Regions from separate parts of the Mus musculus genome. Here region 1 is linked to region 2. Evidence: chromatin contacts called from public HiChIP or PLAC-seq data. All regions are on one chromosome and are shown on one strand. Each heading gives the region's core, a stretch centred on a gene start, on an enhancer-like site or on the middle of the called end of the contact. The rest is flanking DNA. Distances are from core to core; before and after follow the strand shown.

Region 1 (4,613 bases), core at 683-3,182, 550 kb after region 2:
TCAAAGTTTGTACAAAAAAATGAAGAGGTTTTGTGTCTTTTTTTTTTTTAAAGAAAAACCTATAAAAGGAGATTCTGAAAAATATCCTTGTATACAGCACAAGCCTTTAATCCCTGCACTTGGGAAATGGAAGCAGGGGGATCTCTGTGAGTTCATGGCCAGCCCGAGGTACACAGTGAGACCATGTTTCAAAAATACAAAGAAAAAAAATAAAAAGGAAAATATATTTGCAGCTCCTTCCTTCATCTGATTTTCATGTTGCACTCTTCTATGTTGTGCTGACATATGGTTTATTATTGTTATTATTATCATTATCATCATCATCATTTAGCTGTTTGATAGAGAAACAGTAGTTTGAGTGAGATCAGAGAAAATGTCTCAGTTGTTGTCCAGGACACAGACATTAGGAGGTTTTTTTTGACACTTCACCTCTAAAGATATTTAATGTCTAATCTATACTACTCAGAAGTATGCTAGAATATGAGCTATCATTTCATCACATAGACATGTAGTCAACACAAGGATACTGGGGCAAAGCTCTCTGGAGAGTCTGAGACATAAATTACCATTATACCTGGGTCATTATAGCAACCTGGCAAAGAGTAGATTGTGTAGCCATTTAGAGGCTGAACCAACTCCCACCACATGCCCGAGCAACTCATCCTCTCCGTTATATTCCTCACAGTTACAAGACTAATGATAATTGGGACATATCTTCCAAAAAGGTTTTATCTAATGTAATACTACCCAAGTTTCTTTTCTTGGTAATAGCACAGACTAAGCATACCTCTGCATAAGAGCCATGCTTTGTCTGGGCACCGAGCCCAGTTTCTGCCATGCACACTAGAATTTACAACTGGCAGTGGTTTCCGTCCATCTGTCTGTCTGTCTGTCTGCCTGCCTGCCTGCCTGTCTATCTATTGATCTATCTACACACATACACACATATGCATATATGTACATATTCATATCTATATACAGATATATATAGAGAGAGATCCTGTCTTGTACATTGCATTGTCACATGACCTATGTCAAGTCATTCCCTTCTGCTCCACTATAATATAATGTTATAATTACAATGATTTCCCTCTCAGAAATGTGATGAGAAGCTATTCATAACAAAGATTGTCAAAACTGCAAACATCATGAGAAGTAGATATTAAATGTATAAAAATGTTCTAAGTTGAATATTCATTTCCTCTTTGGCTCCAGGAATCCTTAAAATTTATATGTAAAGACAAGAGTAGAAAGAATGCCTGATTAGACCCTTCTGTTAATGCTATTCATGAATTAAACATGTATTTGGTCTCAGATATGACCTTGATCTTCAGATAAATACATTTTGCACAGGGGAACACTATCTTTTCACTGTTTTTTCACCAGGCACATGTCTTTCTCCTTTCCCAATAAAGCTGAGGTCACTTGCTTGATTTTAAATTGGGAATGCATGCTTGCTCCGTGCCAGACGCATGACATGTCCTAGTAGCCGTCTGGACTTGGATCTGGGATCATATTCCCTTCACCCCAAGTCTGTGTTCCAAATGCTTGAGTGCAGGAGGGCAAAATGCTTGAAGAGGTGAGCCCGGGCCAGGCTGGCATCCACTCTGTAGGATTCAGTGAGAGAGTCATACTTCAAAGTGGTACAAGGGAGTGATTGACAGTCCACTAGGATTGCTCATGGTAGGTGGAAGGACAACAGGAGAGAAATAAATTGGACCTTCCCCCTCCCCCACCCCAAGTCTCTGTTTCTCTTCCATCTGTAGACTCTTTAAACCATCTTCATATTTGGATGTGGACATTGAAGTATTGCTGACCAATGCCAGAGTTGCAGGAATATCCTGCTGTGCTTTTGATCTTCCCATATGACTGAGTTTCCTGAATCATCATGTTACTCTCCGTGTGTGTGTGCACACATGCACACGTGAATCTTCTGGCACATCTCCCAGAAGAGCTAGCTCTGGGACAAAGGGCCCATTGGTGCTTTCAGAATGTAATATTGATCACTTTGGCTTTGCTTGGCTCAGAGCCAGACACTTCGTCTTTCAGTGCACAAGATGGCTGCCAAATCCCTTGGTTTGTCTCATTGTGACAGCCTTCCACACTGTTTCCTGAAGAGTAGGGTAATTCTTTAGGAATCTTGTTTAAAATTGGAACTCCCTATTTTACCAACTCCGGGCAGGAATTTGCTTCTTTAACCCTTACCGGCTGTGGTACATTCTCTTGTCGTTTACACAGTGCAGGGAAATCAATGTTGGAGAATAATTCATGGAGTTGTCTCCCTTCCTTCTGAACACTATCTGTCTAGCATCAACCTTAGTTATAGTCTTAATTTATACTTCAAACTTCATGTTAACTCAAAGGGTAAATATATAAGAATAAGAAGAAATCTCCAAAGCATATTTTTCATGCATCTTATTATCAAAATGAAAGTATTCAGAAGGAACCTTGATGCCAAAGCTAGATTTTTGAATTTTTTTTTAAATAAACCAGAGTACACTAGCATAGGGCAAAACCACTATGATTATCTTCAGGTAGATATCAAGAACAGGGTTATAAACTTCAGACCTGTTACAAGTATCTAGACTTCAAGGGGAAGTGGTTCGCCAGAACTGCCATTTCTCTTTTCCCCCCTAAATACTATGTCTAGGGCCTGGCCTGAGCAGAATGTGAGATAGAGGATTCTTTCATTTTTCTACTGGGGCTCCTCTCTGTGTGTAAGAGTTATCACCTGCTGCACACCAAAGACACGGCTGCTTTTCTTCTCAGAGGAAAGTATTCAAGTAGTCTCAAAACGCTTGAGTGTGCATTTATATCACATGCAAATTGTTCATCTTGCAGACAGTAGGTTTTTGTTGAGGTTTTTAAAGGAGGGCCTAGGTCTAAGCACATATAGTGACTTGGAGATGCTGTCATCTAAGATAAGGGGTGGTGGAAGAAAACTTGCAATACATCCATGATAGGTACTTCAATAGTGAGACCGGGTCCCTTGATATATTAAGGTTTATCTTGTTAAGGGACGAATCAACTGCTTTCATTATCTTTTATTTTATTTTGCTTCTGACAGATGTCCAGAGCAGATCTTCAATGCAGGACTAAGAAGAAACTTAACCTGAGGCCCAAGCACTCCTGATGTAAGGGAGGAGCACTTGCTTTGGAATCAGAGAGTCCTGGTGAGGCTGCTCTGTTACTACTGCCAGGGAAGGTACTGAAACCCTTCCAGCCCTGTTGCTAAGTTACATAATAAAGAAACTACTAGTTAGGGAAGGTGGGAACACGACAAAACTATACTAAATGAGAAATATTTTAAATAAAAGAGAAATGGTTACTTAAGTTTTATTAGGCTGAGCACAGTGTGTGATAGCGGACTCTCGTAAGGTAAAGTCCGTCTAGTGTGCCCTTACGTGAGAGTAGTCTAAGGCAGACCCCGTCGAGTGCCTTTAAAAGGACAACTTATGCAACCCAGAACTTAGCTGTAATATTTTTAAAAAGTTATATTCCATGGTTATGATATCACTAGTGTCAGGTTAAACTTAAGATGACAGAAGAGCTGAGAGTTCTCTGGGTGGAAGCAGAGCATGGTGACAGTCCTGGGCAAAAGGGTCATGTTTGACATTCTATGGGCATGCTTGTTAGAGCCTTGAATTTTCAGATAAAAACGGCTGATTGAATCTTTCTCACTCCCCCTGAGTGGCATACTTCAAGTCCTTTTTTGAAATCATGTACCTTATAAACAAATGTGTAGGGTTACTATATTCATATGTGACTATCCTTCAGAAGAAACCCATTAATATTTATAATAGTTCATAATAATTTGTCTTGGAACCCATCTTTCAAATTAAACATTTAAACTAATATAATTTTTAATTATGGAGTAAAATAGTTTTAGTTCAATAATAGGTCCATGACTCAATAAAATAAGGAGTTATTGTTATTTTCAGAATAATAACATTAGCAGGCTTGAAAACCCAGACATTAATATTTTGACCCAGGAAATTATTCTCTCTTCTACTCTTGAGGAAACACAGCATTTGCCACAATTGTTATGCAGTGTACCCTGGCACTGTCTGCTTAAATCCCACACATCTTGATGCCATCTTTGAAAACTAGAAGCAGGTTGTAATTAAGAACCCTGCTCAGACAACAGTAGGGTGAAGGATACATCAGAGTCCAATTAGCCACTAAGTAGGTTTGCAATTCAAAACCTGATTTGGGTCCTTGTTGCTCTGACTTTGAAATCATATTTTAGTTCTCATTGTAGGCAATTATTTCTTCAGTATTGTACTATTCAGACTGCATTTGCAAAGAACGGGACAATGAATTCATTGCTTCCCCTTCTCTGCAGACTCTCTTAGAGAAGCACTGAAAATAAGGGGGACATGAAAAAAAGTATTGTTTTTAATTCATCTTAGGGTAATGCTTTGCATTAATGAAATATTCACATCTACAGACTTGAGACAAAGCTTTCTGCTTTTGCATTAAGCAAGAGCCATAGTCTGGGCAGTTATTTGCCACAGAAAAATTGCACAGCTGGGATTTTGAAAGCATTCTAGTCTCCGAGAAAGCAAACAAACACACATTTTCCTTCCACTGAAATCAGTTTTAAGAGTTTA
Region 2 (5,127 bases), core at 1,180-3,679:
CTTCCCTTCTTTTAATTTTGATGTTATGAAATGATTTATTTCCTGTGTTTTGATGTATATGGTTAACCACCTTAGGCTGCAGTTTTCTTTCTAGACCCAGAAGAAGTCTAGATTTGTAGATAAATATTGTTTAACTTTGATTTTATCATGGAATATCTTATTTTCTCACTCTATGGTGATTGAAAGTTTTGCTGAATATAGTAATCTGGGTTGGCATCTGTTGGGGAAAGGAAGCTTGGGGAGGAAGGTCTTTGTGATCTGTTGGGAATGAGGGTAAAGACAAAAGGGAGATAGAAGACGTTTTCCTGTTAGAGATCTGGGAATGGGACTGGGAGGATTGGAATTTGGGAGCAGTGGGAGAGGTGGGTCCATCTTTAACCTACTTGTTGAAGATTGTCTCTTGGGTCTCAGAGGATCCCTGTTGTGGTTGGGGTCTGGCACAAAGCAGTGAGTTGGGGGTGGGGTGGGGGAAGGGAGTTTAGAAAGGGAAGAGCTATGGAATCCACAGGCTATGTGGACAGGGGTCCAGGAAAAGCTTCTTGGTTGTTCTGCTGCAGAGCTGGGGATAAGACAGGGATTGGATTTGGAAGGGAGGAGGGAGTGGTGAGGGACTTCAGTTAGCTTACCTGTTTCCCTGTTCTGCTTAGCTGTTGTGTTCCTAGTGAATGTCTGCTGGTGTTAGAGGCTAGGATAATGGAATGAGTTGTAGGGAGAAGATCTGTGATTTTGGGGACTGGGGTCAGATAGGAAAGGGAGACTACAGTGAGTTTCTTGCTACAGAGTTGGGATGAAACTCCATATAGAAAAAAAAAATAAAAATGTCATAGAGACAGTTGGCAAATATTCCAACATGATAGACATTTCAAAAGACATTGACAAAAATACGAGATAGTTAAAGTTTGAGTCACTTTGCAAAAAAAAAAATCAAACTTTGACTATTAAAATTATCACTAATCTTGGGATAGAGAGATGTCTCAGCAGGTAAAGAGCTTGCCTCTAAGTCCTGATGCTTGATCCCTAAAACCAGCATGGTCCACATGCTGGGACCCACAAGGCTCCTACAAGTTGTCCTTTTACTTCCACACGTGCCTCATAGCATATGCATGCGCACGCCTAATACATAAATGTAATAAAAGCTTTATAAAAAAATCACTCATTTTATATTCTAGTCTTCAAAGTAGTGAGAGACTGAGGATTGTTCTAAGTTGCTGTCATGTAAATTGTCACAAGGCACTACTTGTTGTCCGACAATCCCAATTATAATTACTATGTTGTTAAATAAAAGACAAGCACACTTATTTTCATAATTTTTAGTTTAATTTCTAATGTTGTTGATCAAGCCTCTTATTTACTATGAAATTCTGATTATCATTTAAAATGCAGTTAGTTATGATGGGCATTTCCTGCTACTGTCTTTTCTTGGAGTGCTGGAGTCATGGCATGTGGTACCCCCAATATTTAAAGATCTGTTTAAAGTGTAGAAGTAGCAAGGAGGAGGAAAAGTAAGCAAGGAAGGCTCCCTGGAGGAGACCATGACATAGTGCTATGTGGGGCTTCAGTGACAGGTAAGCTGAGATGGCTGGAGGCAAAGGCATTGCCTCTCAAGGAAGCCAGTGAGATAGCCTGGACTTTAGGGATTCAGATCTCTGGGTTCACTCCTATTTTCTGTGTGACCAAAGAAGAATTACTTCTCTGACACTTTGATTTCTTATTTGAAAATTTATATATAGGAAAAATATATAGTATAGTATATATCTAAGTTATGGTGGGCTAATAAATACATCTTTGTCTGCTTGCTTCCTAAAGGACTCAGTGAGAGACACCAATAGCATAGACAAAGACTTTTGTTTATGGTGGTCAGCTTTAGTTAGTTTTGCAGGTTTGAAATTAAGTGCCCCTTGTACTGGGGAGTTGTCAGTAAGAACCTAGACACATTAACCAGCTGTTAAAGAAGGGATGCTGCTAAAGCTTGAAATCAGTTCCTCCCTGGTTAATGTTCTCTTGCTGTTGCATGTTGGAGCGAATGGTGATGGGGGAATCCACGGACAATACTAGCTGGAAAGCGTTGCCATGGAGAACTGTGGGAAGCAAAGGCCACACCTGGTTATACCGTAGGAACAGCAACAGGAAATAGTGGTAGTTTTCTAATCTTTTAATTCAGAGGATGGAATGTTTGAAACAACCAGCAGTTAGTTTACTCTGAATGACATACTCTGCATGTCTCAGGCAGTGCTCATTGTAAGGTGCCGGTGGTTAGTGCCACCATTTTCCAGATTGAGGTCACGGAGGCTAAGTAATTTGGCCAAGGCTCCAGAGCTCACAAGGGAGCTGGTATCAAAATCCAGGTCTCCTTCTCATTAGTTCTGGTTAGTCTGTTTTCCTCCCGATTAGTCATCCTTAGCAGCATACTTGTGTCACAGTGACCCAGCAGTTATTGTTCCTCTAATTGCCCCATGGATTGCCTTTTACTTAAACAGTCATCCTCAATAGAGTGTCCTTGTTTCTTTACAAGGCTAAGTTAATTGAGGATGAGGGATTATGTTGGCAGGAGAACAAGGACAGATGGAGTCAGAAGAAAAACGTTAGTCAATGAAGTCACTACTTATTCATCCAATAATCAAATATTTACTTAGCTATGCTTTCTATTAAGTAATGTTTAGAATAAAATAATGACAACTGAGAAGGCTCCATCATTTATTATAAGATACAAAACATCAAGTGACAGCTGGGTTTGGTGGCACATATTTTTACATTACAGCAGTCAGGCAGAGGTGAGAAGATCTCCTTAAGAGTTCAAGGCCAGCCAAAGCCATATACTGAGACCTCATCTTAAACCAAAACCAAAATACTCCTGAAACACCAGACCCCACAAAACTCCACAGTCCCTCAAACAAAAAGTCGTGTGATTCTACGCATGATAGGTATTTTATAATTGTCAGCTTTACATAACTTAAAATAATCTTGAAATAGATTCTCAGCGGGTAATTGCCTAGATAGGTTGGCCTATGGGCATGCCAGTGAGGCATGAACTTGGAAGACACTATGGGAAGAGAGTAGGCATGCCCAAGATACTTGAGGGGGAACTCTCATGGCTTAGTGCAGCCCTCACAAGCAATCATATTAATCTTTAGCAATCAGTAATGAGGCATCTCAGATCATTTCCCATCATCACAATAGAATGAATGAAATGGGTAAATTTTGTTTATGGTTCTGGAGGCTGGAGGGCTCAAGGATACAGTGACAGCTTCTAGTGAGAGGTTTGTTCTATGTCATTACATGGTAGAAAGTTCAAAGGGCACAAATAAATGCACAAAAAACGTGATGAGATCAGAGGCAGCCTTGCTTTATGACAACCTGCCCTACTGAGAGTGATCCAGTGTTGAGAGCAGCACCAATCTGTTTAAAGAGGGTGTCCCAGACACCTTCCTCCATTGGTAAACTGGAGACCAACTCATGAGTTCTGGGGCATGTACCACAGTAATCGGTAAGGGGGAAATCTTCTCGGTAGCTTACCTTGTACCAATTCAAGAAAATGTGAAGATTTGTAGATAAGTAAAAGAGAGACAAGCAGGACAGGTGCCCCCCAAGCTATTAAGTAATGTGAGAGGGAGGTAGGCTCGGGGGACTTAGGAACAATTCGAGTTTTTAATGGTTTCAGAGTCCTGTCCCACTGTGTCAGGATGGCATTTCTGGCTCCATCCCATCTTCCAGGGCCCACTAGGCGGTATTGGTAAGGGGTACATGGTCCAAAGAAAACTTCCCAAGCCAATCTTGGATCCTTAATGAACAAAAGTGGAATGCTGGGCTTCGCGCCTATGCACTGAGTGAGCTCGTCCATGTAGGTAATGAAGTCCAGTTTGTCTTGGCTGGTATCTTTAATCACACCCCTACGGGCAAAAATGGCAAATAATAGTCATTAGCCACCCACCCCCTGTTCTGCATCTCCCAAGTTATAAGATCAACTCCCTACCGTACTTCTTTGTTACTGCTGTATTAGGATCAAACTTCATTTGGGAATGCTTTTCTAAGTTGGAAAGAAATAGCAAGGGGGGCTTATTTAGCAAGTGTAGCTGCGAGGGCAAGTTCTTTGTTATAGGAGGTAGGAAGGGAAGCATTTAGGACGTGGCTTTTGGTGTTTGAGCATGACACGAGGCTAAAGCCTGGTCTGTCCAAATAAGATGTTGATGAAAGACTAGATCAGAAAGCATTTCATACGTGGACAGGGTAATGAATAATCCTAGCTACCTGGGAGGCTGAGGCAGGAGTATTACTTGAATAATCAATTATACAATGGTATTTAAAGCCACAGGCCAGGATGAGGTCATCTATGAGTGAGATCTAATTTTGGGGTTCAACAATAAGGAGGAAGAGGCCATAAGGCAAATATAGACAAAGCCCAGCCTGTGAGGTGGGAAGTAATTACGTTCAGAATGGAATTCATGGGACCATGTGAAGGCAAGGCAGGAAGACAGGGACAGATGTTCCGAGTCACAGGGGGATGAGTAGAATTTACTAAGGATCCCCTATAGCGGGGGTACTTCTTACCTTTTAATGAGCTGCTCCGTTTTAGTGGCTTCGGCCATCAGTTTCTGAGATGGAGGTATGCTACAGAGTCCTGTGAGGAAGATCAGAAGCAACAGTAAAGATGTTAGCTTTTCTTTTTCTTAAGTTCTGCATCCTCTCATTTCTGGCCTCCCTCTCCTCCAACCTTGGAACTTAGTAACCGCAGTACACAGGAAACTTCCAGTTAACCAGGGAACTTCATCACCAGATTCTCAGATGGGTGCCAGATGGCTCAATCCTCAGCCCCTCACCACACACACCAGACATCACATCTGCTCCAACAATTGCTGTAGTTCCTCCACATCTACAGTTATGTTCCCCCTTTCCCTCTCAACACAATCTATATTATATTGTGTAATGACACTTGTGTGTGTGTGTGTGTGTGTGTGTGGTTTAGAGGCACTTGTTTAAATGGAAACGCTCTGAGAGACCATTTTTGGACACATCTTCTGTTTTGTTATTTCGAGGTCTCCTGTGGGTCAGTCTCAGCCTCGGAGGAGTTCTGTCTGTGTATATTGTGAGGACCACCTCTGTCGGAACTCAGTCCAGGAAAGGAGTTGAGAG

What was found. HiChIP or PLAC-seq counts read pairs in DNA pulled down with a chosen protein or histone mark.
Region 1: a contact with region 2 is called in a FOXA1 HiChIP or PLAC-seq map of pancreatic cancer cells. The contact joins two enhancer-like sites.

What each region holds. Positions count from the first base shown.
Region 1 is chr1:163,337,124-163,341,736 of GRCm38.p6, forward strand. No RefSeq gene overlaps it. Among named protein-coding and RNA genes, the nearest start is that of Prrx1, 26 kb to the left of the region's middle. Within about 2 kb of position 1,933, at least 22 of the 459 cell types and tissues checked have an H3K27ac peak or open chromatin away from gene starts, as enhancers often do. A contact at or near this core is called in pancreatic cancer cells, where this site is marked.
Region 2 is chr1:162,790,507-162,795,633 of GRCm38.p6, forward strand. Fmo4 (flavin containing monooxygenase 4) reads right to left here. Exons shown (of 9, transcript NM_144878.1): 8 at 4,546-4,615; 9 at 3,377-3,887. The coding sequence ends at 3,452. Among named protein-coding and RNA genes, the nearest start is that of Fmo4, 19 kb to the right of the region's middle. Within about 2 kb of position 2,430, at least 26 of the 459 cell types and tissues checked have an H3K27ac peak or open chromatin away from gene starts, as enhancers often do. A contact at or near this core is called in pancreatic cancer cells, where this site is marked.